Regions from separate parts of the Mus musculus genome. Here region 2 is linked to region 1. Evidence: chromatin contacts called from public HiChIP or PLAC-seq data. All regions are on one chromosome and are shown on one strand. The core of a region is the stretch at or near the end of the contact, and the rest is flanking DNA. Distances in the headings are between cores, read along the strand shown.

Region 1 (6,964 bases), core at 2,363-4,862:
GCTCATGCTTAAGAAAGAGTCAATCGCAGTAGCCAAGGCAATGCTCAAGGGGTCTCAGAGGAAAACAGACAGGCTTTTAAGGATACTAATTATTGTTGTCATTTGATGAATAAATGCTTACTTTCGGCCTCTGTGCTCACTTGTGTTTTAGGACTGATGAGATATCTTTATGGCAAATGAGATGCTGAGTTTAGTGAAATGGTTCTGAAGAACTTCCTATTCCATTGTGTCTCCATCCAGACCTGATCCATGTCAACACTATCACTGGCATCCATGCATCTGTATAGAAGTGCCATTATTTGGACAAGAAAAGTTTCAAAACGTGCAAATACAATTCTCTCTTACTGACTCTCTGAGTCTCTTATTGCCTGGATAGTAAGTTTATGACCTAACAGGAGAAAGCATCCTGAACACTCAAGATAGTTCTTTAAGACAGCTTGGCTCTGTTCTCTAAAGCCAACCCAAAGCAGCACTATGATAGAATCAGCTGGTTAGTAAGGTCCATAAATAAGTTTCTGTTTCCTATAGAGTTGTGTCAAAAGAAATTTTCATCTCTGTGGGGAAAGTATTTCATGTGAATCCCTTGTTCGAAATGGAAAGTGATGAACTATGAATGAAGGGACACAAATATGGGTTTTTAGCTATATCCTCTGAACACTTTTATATTCTTTACTTTTAAAATATTGCATAGGAGATAGTTATACATTGCCATAAAATTTAACCTTGGAAGAATCAATTTGGAACAATAATACCAGGTAATTTCTGATTTTTTAAAATCCTCAATAATGGCAGCTTTCACATACACATGAGGGAGAAGCTAAGCCCCTTCCTCAGTGGCACCAAAGACAATCTCTAGAGTATCTAAACCTCAAAGAGTGTATAAGCCCAAAGGTGAAATGGTCTCAATATGTTCATATTAGACATAGAGAACATGCCCAGGTCATTAAAATAATAACATCATGTCCTGTTATCAAACTTAACACAGAAAGAAAACTTTTAGATTATTTAGAAATGATTTTAAAGGTTCTAAAGTGCTATCAAATCATGTAGATTGTGTAATAGCTCATAAAATGCAAAAGTATTAAACAGACTTGGGTCTGTTAGGCAAGGTATGATAATTGCTTGGACAGACAGACAGATACACACACACACACACACACACACACACACATTCCAATGATCACAATGAACGACTGTACACACGGGGGGAGGGGGCACACAGACACGTGCACAAACACACACTCCAATTATCACAATTAACTTGTGAAAAACACACAGACAAACACACACACACACACACCAATGATCATAATGATCTTGTGCTTAAGTCATCTCTGATATTTCTACAACAGAAGTTTCAATAACCTTTGCAAACCAGATACCACTCTTAGCCACAGGAAAGTCTTCTGCCCAGCCTGTACCTCCTGCATTGGATGGGAACTCCAGACCAGGAGCTACAAAGAATAACTCAAAGTCAAGTTCAGGAAGAACCTTATGAACACAAATGCATTGATTGACAAAGAACATTCCAAACCCCACGTAATCTCCACCTTGTCACCCTGTGAAATATGTTCCCTTGCTTGGATGATGTTATCACAAACCTTTTTGTTTTTTTTTTTTTTAGGGTTTCCTTCATTTAGAACACAATGGATCTAAAAGTTTAAAAAAAAAACTTCTATGGCTTAATTGTATTCTAGGTAGCATAATTTGTGCTTTGGACTTCCCTGTGCTTATTTTTGCTGACCAGCAACTAACAGATACACTGCTCTTGACTGCCTTGTCATCTGAATTGAAAACCTCATTAAAAGTGTCAGAGCCTCCTCTCCCTCGAACAAAGCCACTCTGCATCTCCAGCAAAGTGGGTTAAAAGGGAAGCTCAGAATTCAAGGAGAGACCCTGAATAAGAGATTGTAAACAGCTTTTCTCACCTCCTTTCAGAGACATGTTGTATTTTCTCTTGCATTTATAGACTATTGAACAATATGGTGTTACCTGAGCTGTATTCCCCAGCCCTACTGGCCAAGAAGAATATGTATACATTAACATAAATTCTAATCACATATCCTGCTTAAAAATATGACTCACTACTGTTGACAATATTATAACTAGAATCATACTAATATTTTTACCTAAGTAATATCCAGGATATATCAATCACCAAAGTATTTAAATGCAGGATTAAGGAAATGGATCTGTGGTTAAAGAGTGCTTACTGATCTTGTAGAAGACTCAAGTTGAGATCCCACCATCCATTTGGACATCTCACAACTGTCTGTAACCCAGACATCTACTTTGCCTTGGCAACTGCGCTTATATGTACATATGCCTCCAAACACACATCCACATAAATATTAAATTAAAATAAACCTTAAAACCATAAGAATAATAAATTAGCAAAATATAGTGGGTCTGTCTGTCTCTCCCTCCATCCCTCACTATCCCAGCCTCCCCCATGTGTGTATGTGTGTGTGTGTGTGTGTGTGTCGTGTGTATGCCTCTGTGTATGTCTAACTGTCTGTCTCTGGGTATGTATATAGCAGAAAAACTACTTTTATTACTACTACTATTACTACTACTACTACTACTAATAATAATAATGGATAATGAGGATTGTATTGATCAGTTTCTAAAACAATCAACTTAAAATCAAGATTGATTGGCTCACAGGTTTAGAATTGCAGCTTATAGCTGCTTGGCCCTGGTACTTTTGGTCTTACCAAGAGAAATCACACCATGGCAGAAGCATGTAGCACAGCAAAACCACTCACTTCATGAAGGCAGTGAAAAAGAAAATAGAAGAGGCTGGGAACGTACAATTCTCACTGAGATCACCCTATTAACTATGGGCATCCCACTGTGCTTTGCCTCTTAAAGCCTGCCTATAGTGCCACATGCAGGGGATGAAAGTTCCAATGGCACTTCCTGAAACCAAGCAGCGCTGGCTACAGAATATGCATATCTTCAACACCAGCTGTCTATCACATGCTCCTTTCCCAGGTAAGTGGTGCTCAGTAGGATACTGCAATCTCTTATAGGCCTTGACTGAGTAAGAAAGCACAGAGTAAGATGTGGCTCAATGACGGAGCCTCCTCTCAGGATATTGTTTTAGCCTCCAGTCTCAGCATATGCCCATCTGTATCATGCTCACAACCTGTTCATATGTGTGTTCATGTGTTCACATGGAGACTGGAGGTATTGCTCTCCATTTTATTCTTTGAAACAATTCTCTTGTTGAATCTGGAGCTCACTTATTCAGCTAGACTGGCTAGCAAATAAGTCTCAGGGATCCTCCTATCTCTGCCTCTCCAGGAGTACAGCATCCCCAGTTTTTGAAACGGGTACTGGGAATCAAAGCGGGGACCTCATGTTTTACTGGCTGAGTCATCTTCCTAACCTTATACGGCTTGATTTTTACCTCTCTGACCACTGGCTTCAAATACAACATAATCTACAACAGAGTGGATGATTGATTTGTTCTGCTCATCATCAACTGGAAGCAATGAACACAGGCCAGCAGGCTTCTTCAGTGTCCCTGGAGGGAAAGTGAAAGTAATTGATGGGGCTAAGAAAAGTAGAACTCAGTCATTTGTTCCTGGGGATCTCAGCCTCTCCATCAACTTCATCTTAGGAACATAACCATGTTTTCCTAATGGTAATATGGAATGGGAAGTGACATCCCATGAGTAATTTTACTCATAAATAATTCAGACACTGTCCAAATGGGCAAGGATGCATGAGTGCACCCTGTGATAAAAGATGCAATGTGGAGCATTGGTGCTGATTGGTAATGATAATCTCCATAGTCAGTCATCAGCTTTCGTGCATATAGTGGGGATGGGGGGTTCACTGTAGATTTGTGAGCCAGGACATGTCTTGTATACTTTATATTATTCAGAGAGCCAATGGCTTCAGATGATAGAGTTTTTAATCTCATAGGTATGAAAACCTGAGTTAATCCCCAAAGTCACATAAGTATTGGGGAGGGGAAGACAAGCAGATCTGTGGTGCTAACTGGCCAGACATCCTAGCTTTGTTGGCAAATTCAAGGCTAGTGAGAGACCCAGCTTGAAAAAAGAATAGGAAATGTGGATGGTACCTGAGAAGACACTGGGGTTATCCTCCGACCTTCACATACACACACATGCATAGTACAGCTCTACACATGATAACAAATACATGTATAAACACACACAGAGAGACATGAGTAGTACACCTTTACATGTGATAAAACACACATACACACACACAAACATATAAAGCCAACCTATGAAGGTTTGACAGTAAAGACAGATCTCATGTGTTTATTAAATGGTATAGGCTTTATTAAGCGAGGTTATGGTATTATTATTATTACTATTATTATTATTATTATTATTATTATTATTATTAAATTCCTGGTAGGAGAAGGAGCAAGAACTGCTAAGGAAAAGTCTTAGCTTACCAACAGGATGGAGATATCCATAAAAACTTAGCTGAGGTTTTTTTCCACGGATATAAAGGCAGGATTTCCAAGAAGTTTGCAGATGAGAAGCCAAGGTGACACATTAGTGCAAAGTGACAGCCAGTTGACCCCTGAATCTGCTCTGGGAGCTAGAGCACAGTAGGTAGAGCAAGACCCACAAGCAATATAAGTTGGGCTAATATGTTTCTATGTCTCAGAAACATTCCAAGTTTTAAACACAGATGCAACATCATGTAAAGAAGTGATCTATAGACTCAGCCATGATCTATAGGCACTAAAAGATTAAGAGTGCAGAGGCAGCCCAATAAGCATAAGGATTCTATGTCAATCATCAAACCTACTACAAAGATGGATGTTGCTGTGTGGAACCTGGAATCCCAGTGCTGGGTTGACCCCTTGGCTTTCCTTCCAAGTCCATCTAGCTGACTTAGGAAGCTCTGAGAGAATGAAATCCTGTCTCAAAAACAATGACAACAAAAACAAAATTAGCCAACCAACCAAGAAAGAAACAAAATCCAAGGGTAGATGATAGCATCTGATGAACACCAAGGAGCAAATGACTGAGTTCTACTTTTCTTAGCCCCATCAAGGACTTTCACTTTCCCTCCAGGGACACTGAAGAAGCCTGCTGGCAAATTGTCCTTTGGTCTTCACAAGCACATACATGTAGCACATCCCCTCAAACTCTTAACCCCCAGTACATGCCACATGCCTGCACACACACACACACACACACACACACACACAATCTCCCCCACATACATTACAAATAATTTTAGAGTTTACTTGGATCCTTACTCCACATGTACATCTTAGAATCAAACATCAGTTCAAGTTTTCCGCTGTTTCAAGCCCCACTGCCCTCTCCCCACCTCCTGCCAAAGATGAAAGCACTTCTACTAGGTGGAGTGACCAGGGGCTAGGCAAGCAGAAGGAAGAGAGAGATAAACCAAAATAATCTGCAAATTGGATAATCTCTGGACAGAATAGTCTATTATCACAAATGCTTGGTTTTAAGCTCTCCATTCTCCAGGGAGCCATACCCACAAGAGAGTCACTTAAAGGCTAACTCAGCCCCTCACTGGCATGTGACAGGTTTTCGTTGTTACAGAAATGATGGTGCTGTTTATGGAAGATTCGGACGAATCTGAAAATCACCTGGAACACAATTTCATTGCCTATGTACTTATGGGATTTAAAGAAAGGAAAAACGACCAGTTACTATTTCAGAGATTGCACACCCTGAGAAGAAAAATAACCTCTGTGATTCTTCAAATACCTCAATAAACTAAATCTAAATATTTCTACCTGCCCAACATCTTTTTTTTCTGTTTTACCTCTCCCCATTCACTTCAAACATGATAATCGCTAAAAGCCTAACAGTGAGCAGAAAGTGGAAAACCTCCAGACATTTTCCCTGATACAAGGATGGTGGTCTCAGCTGTACACTATTACAAACATTAAGACTGCATCAAAAAGAACATGGTCAGGCTCTAGCTTGAGAAGGGCAATAGATTATACTCAGTTTCCTGGCTAGATTAGTGGTTAGGTAGGGTGAGAAACCCTGTCTTCTGTCTACAAGAATGAAAGTTGTATGCACCACTGGGTACTTCAACAGCAGATAGTAACAGATGCAACTATCACAGCACTCTGATGTTACACCATGTGACAGAGGACTGCCATGTGCACGTGTTGTAGAACAGTTAAATGACATCGCCTGTGACTGGGAAACTAAGAGAAGAAAATGGAGTTGCCCAGAGTGAGATCTAGTAGTCCATAGGGATTCAGAAAGAAGCGAAGTGCCCAGAAAGGCTATCATTGGTCAGAGATAAAAAGAAGTCCTCCTAGAAGGAACAGATGAACTGGATTCGTTCTGATGTTCTGATGGGAAGATGCGCCCCTATCCATGTCCCAAGGACACATATAACATGGAAGGAGTTGTGGTGTAAAATTATGGTGCACAGAGTGGTGAAGTTGTCAGATAAGCATTTACAGATGTCCATGTTACAGGTAATGTGCTTACTGTGGTGTGGTTATGTGCTGCCATCTATTGGAGGGGTGGGAGGGTGACTCCCATATCTTGTATTTTAAAATTGCCCAGGGAGGATATGTCAATATATCGGAGAACAACTTGGAGACAGTGATGATGGTAGCAGCCACCTGAATGCTAAGGAAATGTGAATAAATTCCTTACACATAAGGCAATCCATGAGACTTGGAGAAGGAGTGAAAAAACTGAATGAAGGAATCTCTAGAAATCCAGAACGAGGAAATCAGTCAAATGATGTCTCTGTGAAAGGCATAGGGATTTCGTCCATACAGAAACCTGTGCAAAGGACACTGCTCAGGGGAAATGGCCTTGTTCTTGTTTTGTGTGAAGAGGTGTGTTGGTGATCACCAAGGACCACAGCACTAGTAGAGGAGTAATTTGGAAACTTGCCACGATTTTCAAGTCACACATATGAAGCTCAATGTTTGTAATACTCTGTGTGCTATCCCTTT
Region 2 (6,964 bases), core at 2,111-4,610, 340 kb before region 1:
AATCTGATCTTATTTTAAAATGAAATCATACATATATTGAGAAGGATCATGGGAATACATCCTTCCCTAAGGAGCAGCTAAAAATTGTTAATAAGAGTAGTTGTTGTTTGATGCTATCATAGTGGAGAATTCTGTGTTGAACTTTCATAAAGTCTTTACTATAGACAACTTTCTGGTATTTCGTGTTCATAGACTTTTTAATGGATCCTTCCTATATTCTTAACCAGATTGCCCTCATGTCCTCCTGACCTCTGTTAGCATGCACTGGATGTCTTGAGAAAGCTGAACTGCAATTACAACTGCTTGATATCAAAGTGGCCAAGTGTCAGGCCAACACCTCTAAAGTGATGAGCTTCAAAGCTAGGACCCTATAGCCATAGTTTCTAGCCTCTAATGTTCAGAGTTACAATAACCTAGTCCATAGTACTTGAGTCTATAAGCCTCAGTACATAAGCCTTTGGCACCCATGGACCCAAGTCTGCCAACCCCAGAAGAGCTAGTCCTCATCTATGCAGGACTTGTATGTGAACCCAAAGATCTCCAGTAGCTGACTGGTAATAGTAGTTCATATGTTTTTATTTTCACATTTGCCACCATCGTATAATCTTATATTGGCACACAGATAAACAGAATACTTATCATATCAATTATACATGTAAGGAAGAGACATTGAGTATGGAAGCACTTGAGATATCAAGGTGAACAAGGCATATTCCCTACATTTCTAGAGCTGGAAACCCTAACGTGAGTACATCAGAGGGATGATATAATTGTCACACAAAAAGGACAAAAGGGTAAGAAGTTCACACTGAGAAGCTTAGCTACAAGGGGGACACCAGACTTGGCTGGAGCAAGGCAATGCATGGGATGGGGCCAGGAGATAGTGTAGAGGGCTAAACAGTAATTGAAGGTAAAAGGAAGGCAGTTACAGCCTGGGGTGATAAATGCATTTGGCATGTGGGTCACACCTAGTCACTGGCTCATGCCTAAGCTTCTCTTGGAGTAGAACAGCAGAAGGAGAACTGGCTTAGGAAGATATTTCAGCCTTACAACCACGGAATGAATGCGAACAAACAGCCATTGAAAACTTGGTGTCTGAAAGTAGGACATCAACAAATTTTACATACATATCTGTGTGTTTGTGAATGAATGATGTTCATGTGAAAATTCCAAAGGGGAGAGAGAGAAAGGGAGAAAGAGAGAGAGAGAGAGAGAGAGAGAGAGAGAGAGAGAGAGAGAGCGCTGTTGTTATGTAGAGGTTTGGGATTATCACTCCAGCTTCAATACTGGGTCAGGGTCATCTGATCAGACATTATAGTCAGAGAGACAAATGGTAGAAGGAGGTCATGAAGATGGCATGCAGGTCCAAGTGGACGAGGAAGCAGACTCAGACCTGAAGTTTGAGGATTCAAATGAGGACTCCAAGAGAAACATCACAGCAGAGATAAGGAGCCAGAGAAAGGAAGTCCTGTCAGCTAAGGGTATTTATTGCAGGGTGTCAGGTGGGAAACTACTGGGGAGGCGTCTATATGGACAGAGACACATTTCCTGAGACACTTCTGTCTTCCTCACTAATCCTTCATGTCATTCTGTTACCGAGTCAGGGAGCAAAGGAGGAAAATGGACTTTCTTCCTTCTAATTCCTGAACTCACCTATTCCTCAGTCACACCCACTTGCCATTTGCAGACACTTCTAGACTTTCAGTCAGTTATCTCCTCCCTCCTAACAGCTCCATGTATTTCTCCCACTGGTTGTTTGTGTGTCATCTTGTTTTCATATTCATGCAAGATGGATATCTCTCTTCTTTGGACTTTGAGCTATAGTGTACTTCTTTCTTGGTCTTCTTTGACACATATTTGCTATGTTATCTCTTCCTAATCCATGTCCTCCAGACCTTTTCCCAAATCTATGAATGTTTTTAAGCTTCAGTTACTCTACTGAGACTAGGCTTGGTGCACTCAGTTATACCTATTCAACTAATAAGCAGAGTACATTTTCTGTCTTTAAACACCTACAAAAATGCGATGATGCCACACAAGCTGTTTTTAAATTTTTTTACCTCCATAAATTTTACAAAACTATATCTATGCTTATTAACCAAATAAATTCTGGTATCTCCTAAAAAAAAAAAAAAAAAAAAAAAAAAACAAATCCAGCTTGTAGACAATTGAGTATGGAAATTTCTGTTGCTTAAAAAGCAAAAGCCTCTCTTTCTTTCCTCCCTTTCTCTGTCTCTGTCTCTCTATTATCTCTGTCTCTCTGTCTCTGTCTCTCACTCTGTGTGTGTGTGTGTGTGTGTGTGTGTGTGTGTGTGTTTCCAGATAGGGTTCCCTTTTGTAGCCCTGGCTGTCTTAAAACTCCCACAGTAAACCAGGCTGGCCTCAAACTCAGCAATACTGCCTCTGGCTCCCTAGTGGTGGGCTTAAAGGTGTGTGCCAACACCTCTGGGCACAATAGCCTTTTTCACTTCATTGGAGCAATCTAAATAATTTTCCCATACTACCTCTACATCAAGCCTTTCCCAAAGGAAGATGTTTTGGCCCCATAGCTTTCACCATTTCCCACAGACTTAGATAATCGCTCCTGACCATCAGCAGTTTACATTTAAGAACTGCATTAGTAATAGCCACAGCCCTTCTCTTCAGTGGAGTTATTACTATCTCCCTAGGTTTGCAAGGAAAATGAAAGCAATGCTTCTAGAGAAACAATTTGTAAAAGCATCAACAGGACGGGAATGTTCTGCTTACGGAAATTTGAGGCTCTAAGAAGACATCTGATATACGTGGACCAACCCCACACAAATACTGAGAGGCAGAACTGGCATTTGAGACATAATACTTTATACTTGAAGAGAAGGACTATTCTTTTGATACCAGACTTGCAATACTTGCTCTCTAAACATTGTTTTTTTACTTGTACTGTGGAATCACATTATATTATATATTATCTACAACTTTTAAATATAAAGTTTCAAATATATATATATATGGAGAGAGAGAGAGAATGATGGGTGGCTCTTGATATCTGTTAGGTTGGTTTTAATGCTAACCCTGAAGTCACTAAAATAATATTCAAATGCAGCCTCTCTCACCGTGTGTATATGTCATGAGCTCATTTTGTATAAATAATTTATGCCATATTTTCTTTTTCTTCTGTATCAGCGAGTCCTCACTGGTCTATAACCAGTGCTCTCAACTTATTGTGATGCATTTTGTGGTATATAAGATTAGCTACTGGATGGCATTGATTTCTTTTTCCTTAAATGCCTTTCATGTGTGCTCCTTCTAATCCACCCCCAGTATTACTATTCTAGTGTTAGCTTCCAAATTCCTTCTTGGCATAATTTCAAAGGCTCCATGAGCTCCCATCTTTCCTACTTTCAGTTCCAGTTTTTTGGTTTTTTTTTTTTTTCATATCCTCCCAGGAAACAGAAGACTTGAAGAGCTCGTTGATTTTAATTGACTGCAGTAGGTTTTACATCACTTCCTACATACCCGGATTAAAACCGAGTTATTTAGTTTTTGTTTTAGTCACATCTTTACAGCCTGTTTGGCCTTAAAAGATATTGTTTTGAGGCCTACTCATCTGCTTGAATTCAGAATTTCAGTAGAACTGAGGCTTGACACACCAGCGTGGAATTTACAGACACTGGCACAGGTGTGAGCTTCTTGCTCAGTTGCTTCCACCTGGAATGCGCATTGAGGTTTGATTTTCATTTAGAAATGTACACACAAAAACATGCACAAATCTATCTCCTTCTGCTACAGTCCTGAGAGGGAGCCCTGGATAAACAGAAACAAATGCCTCGACCTTACTTGCACCGGTGCTAAGGGATATCAGGGATGCACCGCTACTTAAAGGGATGGGATTTAGCTCTGCACAAAAGACATGTAATCCTATTACATGTACATCGTTTCTTATAGACTTTGAAATTTATATCGGCATTCCTGAAGGGAACATAGTTCTGTAAGAGAATTATATGGCTGGGAGAGAAACTTCTCACTCCGAGTTTTAAAAGCAAATGACTGCATCCAGCAGTTGGAGTTTCTTTTATCCATCTTCAACACCAGCATCCATTTCATTAGTGAAATGTCTTCTGAGGATATGAGTGAAATGAACGTGGGGGAAGAGCTACTCTGTTCTTGGAATCATAGCTTATTATATTAAAAGCAGAAGGGCTAGTGTAAGGAGATATTACTGAAGCAACAGTTAGTTAACACCGTGTAACTAAAGCGTTCTGCCTCAGGTTGCCCATCTCCTTTAATATTTATATTTAATTTATCACAAAGTTTTAAAATATGCATATTTTACCTGCAGCCACCACAAAAAGCCACAGAGATAATCCTACCCTGAAACACACAAAGGAAATGAAAAATGCCTCCAAGAGCCATGACTCACTTATATTAAAATTCAATCTCTACCATGAAGTGAGCACTCCACTCTCAAAACTAAAGCCTATGGCATTATCAAACCCGTCCTTCTGTCATGCTCATGGGATATTTTAATTTTGAGAGTTGTCATACACTGTCAATTTAATTTCTACAGTTTACTCTGGTAACCCTTATTTTCATACTTTCAGCAATTATCTTTAAAAGAGAGATCTTTCTAAAGAATGACTCTTTAGAGCTGGAGAGATGGATCTGTGGTTAAGAGAACTTGCTGCTCTTACAGAGGAAGCAGGTGTAGTTCAAAGCATCCACTGGTGGCTTATTATGGTCTGTAACTCCAGTTTCAGGAGATCCAACTACCTCTTCTGACTTCCCTAGCAACAGGCACAAAGATAGGGCAAATACATATATGCAGACCAAACACTTGTACAATAAATTATTAAATAAATACATTTTTAAATGGTTTGTATACTCTTATGATAATTCTAATGAATGTTTTGGTACCTGGAACTGAGCAATGAAGTAAACTGATAAAGAGCATTGTGCATTCTAATAGAACATTCTGGCACTGTTTTATTTATGTTAGCGGTGCTTAGTTTTCTTCACATATGTTTTGACCAAGCAGGGAAGGCTGATTTTGAACTTGTTCTCCTTTTGCCTCATTCTCCTGTGTTGGAGTTATAGCCATGCACAACTATGTCAGACTTACAAATATTCTTTAATAAGATGTACACTGAAGCCTGACCACTTTTTCCTATATGATTAACAAGGTTATCAAAACAACTTCACCAAAGATATTGACACTAGTATGTCAGATAAGCATTTACTCATTACTTACATCAAATACCCTAGTGTATTGAGCTGCTAAGTAGAGTCATGCCCTCCCTTCTGTAAAGAGCATATGAAGATTTGAGTTAGTGTATAAGGACCAGATTAAGCCCTGATTGAATGTGTTGTGAATGTGAGGATGACCATGCCAAGGCCCACAGTGTCTTAGACACACGAGAATGGCAAAGGTTTCCCCTGGTGTGAAAGTTGACCCTGCAGAAATTGAAGACTATAGCATCCACCGATATGTTAACAGTGTGGATTGCTTTCCTATAAGACCTCCTATCTGGATCAGCTAACCCACAATAAGCCAATGTCCTCTATTCAGATGTATAAAACAAATGCACTGAGTTTCCAGGCTGCTGCTGGTACATCTTCATCAGAGCAACAGGCCCAGCTTTTCTGTACGGCATTTGTGTGTCTGTCCTTTCTTCATTTTCTCATTACCTTAATTAGATTTCCAGGACCCAAAGCTGTGCAAGGTAGCCACATCCTTCCATAAATGTACAGAAAAACATATAGATGTTTCTACCTCTTACAAATATTATATTGGTTTCCTGGGATGGGTCTCAATGGCTCCCGTCCCTGATTGCCAATGCCTACAGCCAAAGATGACAGAGCTTGTTTCAGTCTAAGTCAAGAAATACCCTGAGAAAACCACTCTATATTTCTTCCCAGAAAATACAGTCCTTCCTCCTTCAACAACAAACACAAACCAAATGAAATGACTAAGGCAAAAATGACAGATATCTCTGACTACAGGTCATAATTATTGTGTGCCTATAAAAATAACCCTCTGGTTGTGATCTATATAAGTGAACAGGCAGAACCAACCTTTGTAATAGCAGGATACTTCTATTTGGGAAATAAGAATGCAAAGATTTAGACGTTTGTTCCTTTTCTCCCCTTTTGGGGAAATATGTCTACCACGGGAGAGAAAAGCATGAGTGGCCGATGGCTGTGCTCTAGATCTTGAGTTTCCAAAGGCTCATATGTAAAGGCTTGACTTCTAGCCTTTGACACTAGGGGGAGGTAGTGTAACCTTTATGTGGAGGTGACCTTTATGAGGAGGGAAGTAGAGAAAGAGGGGGCTGATCTCTGAAGTTGCACTCCAGAAAAAAAAAAAAAAAGATGCTAAAATCCCAGTTCTCCCCCAGTGTATCTTTTTTAGTTCCCACTGTTGCGGAGCTGAGCAGGCTCCACACCACATATGCCTGCTGTGACATGCTACACCACACTTCCAAAAGCAATGGCTCAACTAACTGACCGTGAACTTAAGTCCTCAAAAGTTGAGCCAATATACTTTTTTCCTTCCTTTAAGTAGATTTTTCCAAGGCATCCTGCCACAGTGTCAGAAGCTAACACTCAGATCAACAGTTTTGACATGTGGTCGACAAGCTAGGATGTCTGTATAATTTCAGTACTCGTTCAAGTACACAGTCTGCATCTTTCCAGCCTGGGTATTTGTGCTGTATTTTTATGTTTTCTAGATCGAGGTGGTTGATAAACTTAATGGTGGATGGTGGTCTTTATCTCTTCCTTTCTTTCTATGAAAACAAAGACACTTAAGACAAAAATCGTTACTCAAAGAAATGAAGTACTCAGGCTTACAAGTAGCTTGTTCTGAATCTAGTTTATGTAAATTATTGATTGATAATGGTGCTTTATGGATGTAGACTTTACAGTATATGATTTGTATAAGCTTGGAAAATTAGATAAATCAAAATTTACAAATTCAACTACAAAT

What was found. HiChIP or PLAC-seq counts read pairs in DNA pulled down with a chosen protein or histone mark.
Region 2: an H3K4me3 HiChIP or PLAC-seq map of the SCID.adh cell line shows a contact between it and region 1, with 9 read pairs. The contact joins two enhancer-like sites. A contact is called at or near these places in 47 of 484 Hi-C or Micro-C datasets (the AML12 cell line, the C2C12 cell line, ECoMG myeloid progenitors and 25 more) and 1 of 115 datasets of contacts at active chromatin or transcription factors (the SCID.adh cell line).

What each region holds. Positions count from the first base shown.
Region 1 is chr1:129,490,874-129,497,837 of GRCm38.p6, reverse strand. All of the region lies in intron 2 of Thsd7b (thrombospondin, type I, domain containing 7B), which reads right to left. Among named protein-coding and RNA genes, the nearest start is that of Gm36347, 120 kb to the left of the region's middle. Within about 2 kb of position 3,612, at least 2 of the 459 cell types and tissues checked have an H3K27ac peak or open chromatin away from gene starts, as enhancers often do. A contact at or near this core is called in the SCID.adh cell line, where this site is marked.
Region 2 is chr1:129,826,422-129,833,385 of GRCm38.p6, reverse strand. All of the region lies in intron 12 of Thsd7b (thrombospondin, type I, domain containing 7B), which reads right to left. Among named protein-coding and RNA genes, the nearest start is that of Gm36347, 210 kb to the right of the region's middle. Within about 2 kb of position 3,360, at least 2 of the 459 cell types and tissues checked have an H3K27ac peak or open chromatin away from gene starts, as enhancers often do. A contact at or near this core is called in the SCID.adh cell line, where this site is marked.